Regions from separate parts of the Mus musculus genome. Here region 1 is linked to region 2. Evidence: chromatin contacts called from public Hi-C data. All regions are on one chromosome and are shown on one strand. The core of a region is the stretch at or near the end of the contact, and the rest is flanking DNA. Distances in the headings are between cores, read along the strand shown.

What was found. Hi-C and Micro-C count contacts between places; a contact is called where the count stands out from the background.
Region 1: a contact with region 2 is called in a Hi-C map of Sertoli cells, with 2.4 times the contacts expected there. The contact joins two enhancer-like sites. A contact is called at or near these places in 33 of 484 Hi-C or Micro-C datasets (the AML12 cell line, DN3 thymocytes, the N1E-115 cell line and 13 more) and 2 of 115 datasets of contacts at active chromatin or transcription factors (a beta-TC-6 cell line and kidney).

What each region holds. Positions count from the first base shown.
Region 1 is chr12:29,136,451-29,140,288 of GRCm38.p6, forward strand. No RefSeq gene overlaps it. Among named protein-coding and RNA genes, the nearest start is that of Gm31333, 3.6 kb to the right of the region's middle. Within about 2 kb of position 1,336, at least 70 of the 459 cell types and tissues checked have an H3K27ac peak or open chromatin away from gene starts, as enhancers often do. A contact at or near this core is called in Sertoli cells, where this site is marked.
Region 2 is chr12:29,065,806-29,069,738 of GRCm38.p6, forward strand. No RefSeq gene overlaps it. Among named protein-coding and RNA genes, the nearest start is that of Gm31333, 74 kb to the right of the region's middle. Within about 2 kb of position 2,541, at least 25 of the 459 cell types and tissues checked have an H3K27ac peak or open chromatin away from gene starts, as enhancers often do. A contact at or near this core is called in Sertoli cells, where this site is marked.

The DNA.
Region 1 (3,838 bases), core at 86-2,585, 69 kb after region 2:
TACTTTTTACTAGACTCTGACTTAAGTAACCCCTGTCACAGAGCCCTCATTCCTCTTCCCAGAAGACACCCCTGCAGCCTGGGCCCAGAAATGTGTGTGTATTAATGTCTAAATCTTGTGGTTTTCAAGGTTTATCTCTAGAGATCTCAAAGGTCACACCAGTGTCATAACTGCTCTGTGCAAGAGCTGACATCAGGCCATAACCAAGTCTTTTCTTGAGCAACTCCAAGTTCTTAGGTCAGTGCCTCTCAGGACAGGCATAAACCAGAATGAATTGGAGCATCCTGTATAGGTAGTGAGGTTAGCAGACCACAGCTTTCTTGGGGGTGGGAGTGGAGGTGGGGGTAGGGGTGGGGGCAGGGGTGGGGGCAAGGTTAGGGTAGGGTAGGATGGGGCTGCTGCCCTATGTCTATTCTGACAAGGTCCTTGCCCATTCCCACTTGGCCCACACCCGCCCAGCACCATCTGCCTGCTCCCGGCTGGCACTCTGTCAGCTTCACGGCACTGCAATGAGCTTGGAAAGCTGGTGCATGGCTTAGCAGAGAGAGAATCTAAAATCCTTCCTCTGCCCACACGCCCCCCCATAGACCCCCCTACTCCCCCTCCTTGCTCCCCTCCACAACCAATTTATCTGCCAGTCCAGCCTACAAGCAGAGCTGGGGCCAAATTGGCTGCTTGCCCATGCTTATCAGACTCTGTGACCAGATGGCAGGAGAGCGGCCCATGGCAGGCAGGACAGGGCTGGGAAGTCCCTGTGTGCAGAGAGTGCTCACTGGGGAGGCATGAGGCCAGAAGGTTTTCTAAGTTGCAAAGGAGGTAAGGGGGAGAGGGACACTTTATCCCTGAGGGAGTCAATGGACTGTGGAGTATGTTTATGTAAACACATGGACACATGTATGCACATATGTGCCCTTATGTGGTTTTATACATTTGGGTGTATGCATGGTACGTGTACTTTTGCACACGTGAATCGCTTGTGCATCTATGCACACATGTGTATATTCCTGGTGCTGTAGAGAAAAAGCAGGAGGTGGGACTGGGAATGTCCTGTGCATCCGAAGTCCTAGAGGTGTGCCACTCATGGCCTGCCCTGGCACTGGTGTGCATAGTCGGCTGCAGGCTTGACTGCTTGGCTCGTTTCAGCCAGCTGGACTGGCTACACTGGAGACTGCACAGCCTAAGCAGAGGCCAGCTTCTCTGGCTGGGGAGGGACTCCCAGCTGCTGGCCAGAGGCAGCATGCATATTAATTCATTGATTCATTCCAGATTCTGCAGGTGTTCTCTCCAAGCCCACACCTCTGGAAAGTAGGACACTGTGAGAACTGAGAGGAGGCTGGCTTGCCACGGCGCAGAGAAAGGGAGTATTCAAGGTCGCTTGCGGGAGACGCATTGACTCACTCCTAGGTGATCTTTCAGGGGATTGGGTGAGGAAGGCCCAGCTTCCTGGCCTCCCTGGTACCACTCTTAGCAGGTTACCCTACCCCATTGATGACACCAACCCCCAGAGTCTGTTCATGTCCTTTCCGCCCTGTGCCAATCCCTGGGTGGTTTTGGCCTCTCCCTGGTAAGTGCTCCATCTTTGCCCAGAGCTCTGTTTTCTCTTCAGATCTCCCAGGCTGTACCCACTGCTCCCCAAGGCCTCTGTGCTGTACCCTGGTGGAGATTCACAGACCACCCAAAACCTGCAGCCTGGGCCATTCCCAACTTTCTCCCCTGCTTCTGTATTCGGTCTCTGGAAGCCTAACTCCTTTCCACCAGGCCTCGACCACTGCCCGTGGCACCTGCACCTCATCCTCTGGTCTTCCACAGCCAGGTCCCAGGCTTCAGGTTTTGCTCATCGCCGTGACACTTTAGGAACCACATTTTATCCATTCTCCAAACTGTCCCAGGTAAGGACTCTTCCTTCTGGTACAGCTAGAATCCGTCTACCTGGTGCTTAAAGCCTGTGCACAGAGCTCCATAAACTTCATGAATGCCCTGCTCTGAGGCCTCTCAGGCCACTCTCTGACTCCCTCCATGATGCTCACATGCTCCCTTCACTGTGCTCCACCAACTCCAGTGTGGTCCACATGAACCGACCAGGACCCACATTCAGTCCTGCCAGGCTCCCACTGAGCCTCTCACTCAGCCTCAGCACCTCATCCTGCTCCAGCCTTCTTTTCACATTACACAGGCTTCCTCCTTGACCTTTACAGGATCAAAATTGTCTTATGTTACCCCCTCTCTGTGTGCTAGGGGGTGACAAGGTATTTGTATTTCAACCACAAAAGTGTGCTGCATACTGCTGCCCCTCCACCGCATTCACACAGGATATACCTGTCCCTGCCCCCCAAACTCAGGCTCAAGGCTCTGTCTGGCGATAGAACTGCCTTCTTCCCCTTGGCCTGTCTCTGACCACTGAACTTCCTGATCTGTCTGAGGCATCATAAAGTACCTCTCTCTGGGAAAGAGAGACACTTGATGTCCATGCTTATGCATTTCTCTCCTGTCCCCTCAACTAGAGGGGATTTGTTCTCTGCTCTACAATAACCCATTACTGGTGTGAACACGCCTAACTTCAGGGCTGTTTTCACTGAACTTAAGTTGCCTTAAAATTTCTCTCACCCTGATGTACCTACAGATTCTATATGTTCTATTCAAAATGTAGATCCCAGCTGCTTCCATGTGGGCCAGGGCTTGGGACTCTTCATTCCTAGGAAGCAAAGCATTGTGGGAGGGCAGACATCTTGGATCTTCCCAGGAAGTAGCATACAGTCATTGCTGCTGTTGCAGGACACATAGGTGACTCACACAGGCATCTCATGCTCTGTAGGCTGGGAAATAAAAGGAAGGTGAGGCCCTTCTCAAAGTGGCCATCATGATGGCGAGACATAAAGCCTGAGTTGGTTTAGCCTGCATCCCAACAATACTATAAAAGAGAAGGCTTCTACTTGAAAGTGGGAGGGATGGACACTTTCAAGCCATAGCAGACCATCCACCTGCTCCCATGATGCACTGGGAGCTGGCAGTCAGGGTTCTGCATCCTGAAATTTGTTTGTGGAGTGTCCACGCATCATGGGCAGAAAGTTTGGGTCCCGGCGCTGTAGGTTCAATGTTGTATGTGAACAAAAGGAGCTTGAAAGAAGCTTTGGATGATATTGAAACCACACACATACACACACACACACACACACACACACACACACACACACACACACACACACACACACACACAGATGACAGAGGTACATAGTCCTGCTAGCCCTAGAGGTCATGCCTAGGTCCCTGAGCCAGCAAGATTTAACCGAGATCTCCAGCTGTGATGTACAGCAGATAGCAAAAAGCTGGCTTCAGCCTCACCTTCATGCAGAGAGGATCCCAGGGCCCAGGACCCACCTAGGCCACTGAGGCAGCATGAGAACTCTGAGGCCAAAGAGGGGATAGGGAAGGTTGAGATCTGTCTGTATTTAAAGAAATAGGAAAGGAGAGGAAGATTCAAGAGGGGGAAGTGAGGAAAGAGGAGAGATAAAGGGAGGACCCAGCTCTGAGACTCATCCACTGGTATTCTTTGACTTGGAGTCCAGTGAGGATGCTGGCTTTTGAATGTGGACTTCTGCTTCCTGGTTAATTGTCTTAGGCCAGTCCAATCTGCTATGAAATGTGTGTGGACTCAGTACAGTGTTTTCTCTATCTGCACCTGTCCCTGACTACAGGTACAGTCTGAGGCAGGCTTGCTATTTTCTCAGGATCCCAACCAACATGAAGGCTGTGCTGAGCTGTCCCAACCCAGTGGACACTGCCAGGAAGAGCCATTGAGTCCATTCTTAGTGCCTAAGTGTATTTCCTGGCTGATCTCCTC
Region 2 (3,933 bases), core at 1,291-3,790:
GTGTTAGGACGAGAGTCCCTGTCCTCAAGAAGCTGTGTATTAACAGGGGCAATGAAGCTAGAAGCACCCAAAGTGAATGCAAAATCGGAATGCAGTTCAATGCCCGATTTATTATGAAACTAATTACATAGCCCTGATTACACAGTTCCTCTCTCATTATGCTACATTTAATTGCTTATTTATTTGTATCCGACCATACTGTCAGATTGACTTGAAGAATATACAAACCATATCTAGTTTGTTTTTGACTTTCTGATAATGAATCCTAGGCATTTGGAGGGGTTCAGAAATAATTTCTTGAGTGAGTGAGTGGATGGATGGATGGATGGATGGACTGATGGATTGAGTGATTCACAGTGGAATGGCTGGAAAGTACTTGAGGAGGCAGAATGTAAGCTGGATCATAAAGCCTGAGAGTGTGGGTAGATACGTGGCCCTCACACCTTAGTCAAGTATAGGAATTGGGGTGCTGTCTGCAAGTGAGGGTGGAAGAAAGGCCAGGAGGCATGAAGTATCCATGTCAAGCACACAGGCAATATGGCTGCCCCAATCCTCCCCTGAGAAAGGGCTCCTTTCAGACTCATATGGAACCATGTGTCTTGTCTGGGTATAAAACCATACAGAACAGAGTATGGGATAAATGGCTATAGATTAAAATGGTGACCCACATCCGGCCCAGGGCTCGGGCAGCTGGGCAAGGCAGGATGCCAGATGTTTGACTGCGCACACCCCATGCTGTCCCTGGGTGGGCATTGGACTGTGAGAAAACAGAGGACCCTGCTCCGGGGTTGGGGAAGTACAGTGCGAGGTCCCCGAGGACCTGCTGAAGTTCATGGGTCCCTGGGCTGCACAGAGGTCAGGGTGGCAGGTTCTAGCTTTTGGGCACCCCAGATGCGGCTGGATGCTGCAGAAGAGCTGAGAAAGGAGTGGGGGCCTGTGGGCAGGCTCTAGCCTGGGGTGGAAGGGAAAAGAGGGTGAGGAGAGAGCTCCAACTGGGTCCTAAGGAAATGACAGAGTCCTAGGCTTGTTCAGCAGGTGGCTTGGCTTGGTAGAGATTGCAGCAGAGAGTGCAGGGAAGCCTCCTTCAGGAGATTAGACTTGACTCTTTAGAGGAAGATCCGCTCCGTTGCTCCAGCATAGATTCCAATGAGAAGAGGCAGTCTATGGATTTAAAGCATTTATTGTCATGGTGGAGAGTTGTGATGAGTGAAACTGTACCCCACTTTCTCAGGATGGGCCTGAGGTTAAATACCTTTTGCATGGAGGAGTATCTGGGAAGGAGAGCTTAATTGGCTAAGCCCTTCAGGCCTTTAGGTATCTCATTAAAGTGGAGATCTGTCTTGAGTCTATGTGATCTGTAGTCACATCCTCTACCTGTGGAGGGGTTTGGGGCATTGCCCTAAGTGACTGATGGCCACAGAATTATGGAGAGCTGAGGGCTCATGTCAGGAGCCTGGTGTCTAAGAGTGTGGCAAACGCCTATGGTCCCTTGCCGAGTTATCTGCTGGGTCTCCAGGGTTTAAACCTAGCTCAACCAGAAAACAGGCTGCCTTTCACAGTCCCACAATAGCATCTTAGTAGGAGTGAGTTTCAAGAGTAGCTTAGACTCTAGGAGGAGAGATACCTGTCCACTGTCACACCCTTAGTGCAGAGTCGGGCTTGTATGATATCCCACGGGGTGTGTGTTTGCTGGCTACGGCTGGGTCACAGAAAGCTTGTCATTACTCTGTGGGCTTATCTGTTGGGAACCCTCACCCATCCTGCAGCTAAAACGAGTACTGATTGTTCCTTCATTCCTGAGTTGCTATCTATGTTTTACCTGAAATTGTCTCACAGCTGCTCAGGCCCTACTTCTCAGCCTCGTTCTCATTTCCCCACAGCCTCGTTCTCTCACGCTACTGCTTAGTCCCTGCTCCCTCTCGCCACTGGTGGCCATGGGAATTCAGTGCCTCTCCAGAGGTCCCCTTGTGCCCACCTGCCCTCAGGCCACCGGACTTGTCCAAGCTGTGCGTTCTTCTAAAGCCCTCCATGACTACTGTCCTCTCTTGCCTTCCCTTGCTGGCTGCGATGGTCTCCAAGGCATGGGGCTCTGCTTATCACTCTTTTGACTGTGTATGTTTTGGCCCATGAGTCTCATTTAGACTTCTTTCTTAATCATCTGCAGCAACAGCTTTCTAGACAAAACAATAGCACGCACTATCCTGATATATTAAACTGCATGTTTGAAATTACCGAAGGGAAAGAGTAAAGACAAATGACTTGATTATCTAAATACACGTTAAAAGCACGGCTCCCTGATTGCCTTCCTGTCCAAGTATAACAGGAATGTGGTGGTGGTAAGATTACCGCAGGTGAAGAAAAATGGGAAGAAAAGGTGAAGCTGAACCTGGATTTTAGCTTGTGTACATTTGCTGTGCGTTTTCTCCTCTGAGGATGAACTCTAAGGGGAGGTGTGCAGTCCTGACGCTAGGTATGGACAGCTATGTGGAGCGCAGAAGCAGATGTAAGATCATACCTGTGAAGACAGGAAGGAGGCAGCAGAGAGCTGAGAACCAAGGTGGGAAGCCAACCGTGGCTCTGCTTCTTTCTTTAGAGGGCTGTGGGCTAGGGGGATGGGTGCCCTGTCTGAGCTACTGCCTGCACCTTGGAGGTAGGGCTGGGTGAATGGTCACAGCCATAGCAGCAGCAAGAAACTGCATGTCTTGTATCAGGAACGTGAGCACAAACTCCTCCTGATGAATGGTGGGGCCATCCCACTAGGCTCTCATGGCTGGGCGACCCTTCAGCTTTGTCAGCATTACCTCACACCACACATTGTTCTGGCTCATAGTGACCTGCACGTAATTCCATAATTTGTATTTACATTTTTTTTTTGCAGCCTTAAAATTTTTCTTAAGTGTGTTTTGCCTGCATGTATGTCTGTGTACCACATGGATGCAAAGCCCTTGGAGGCCAGAAGGTGTTTGATCCCTAGGACTGGAGATAGAGATGATTGTGAGCTGCCATGTAGGTGCTGAGACTTGAACCCTGGTTCTCTGGAAGAATATCCAGAGTTATTAACTGCTGAGCCATCTCTTTAGTCCATTTTCTAGAACCTTAAATTAGTGTTGTTTGCCTCTAAATTGCTAATTTTTAAGTTCTGCTGAGAGCAAAGTGCTACTCTTTGACCTTGAACATGTACCACCCCCACTCCCACCTCCACACATTGAGGCTTAGTCATTCCTGCTCTACCTGCTTCCTGTTAGACCCAAGTCAAGGGTAGACGTCAGTGTCTGCTGGAAATACGTTCAGGAGTCACTGAAATAAATCCACTGTGATGAGTGGATTTTGCTCTGGTCTGCAAGCCACTGACTGTTTTCCTAGAGGTCAGCAAATACACAACTCACATGTACTGCATCCCTGACTCTAAAGACAAACTCAACCTGAGTGTCCCTCAGTGAGCTTGAGTCTTCGGGTAGCTGTGAAGTGGGGAATGTGTCCCTCCTCCTGGGAGACCAGATAACCCTTTAGGAAAGTGGTAAGCCTTCTCCCAGAGGCACAGGAACACATAAGCATCCAGGCAACCCAGAGAAATAGACAAGGCCCATGCCTTCAGAATGCCCAAAGTTCATGAGCAAGTGGAGCAGTTTGTCAAGCAGGGCTGGGATCACCACTTGACCAGCAAGGCTTACTCCTCAGAGGGAGTTTAAAGATTGTGTGGCATGGAGATGGGTTCCTGGGCATAGCAGATTTCCCTTTGAGACTCTGCATGAAAGATATGTAGTCTGGGATACCATTCAGGTAAGGAGGCTCATCTTTGCTGTGGACTGCTGATGGGCTGAGGTTTCTCTAGTAAGGGATTGTAGCATCTGCTGTTGGGTGTTGGTGGATGGAGCCTTGTGGTCTGCTTAGTGGAAGCTGTGTTTCTGTAATGGCAGAGCACAGTCTTGGTCA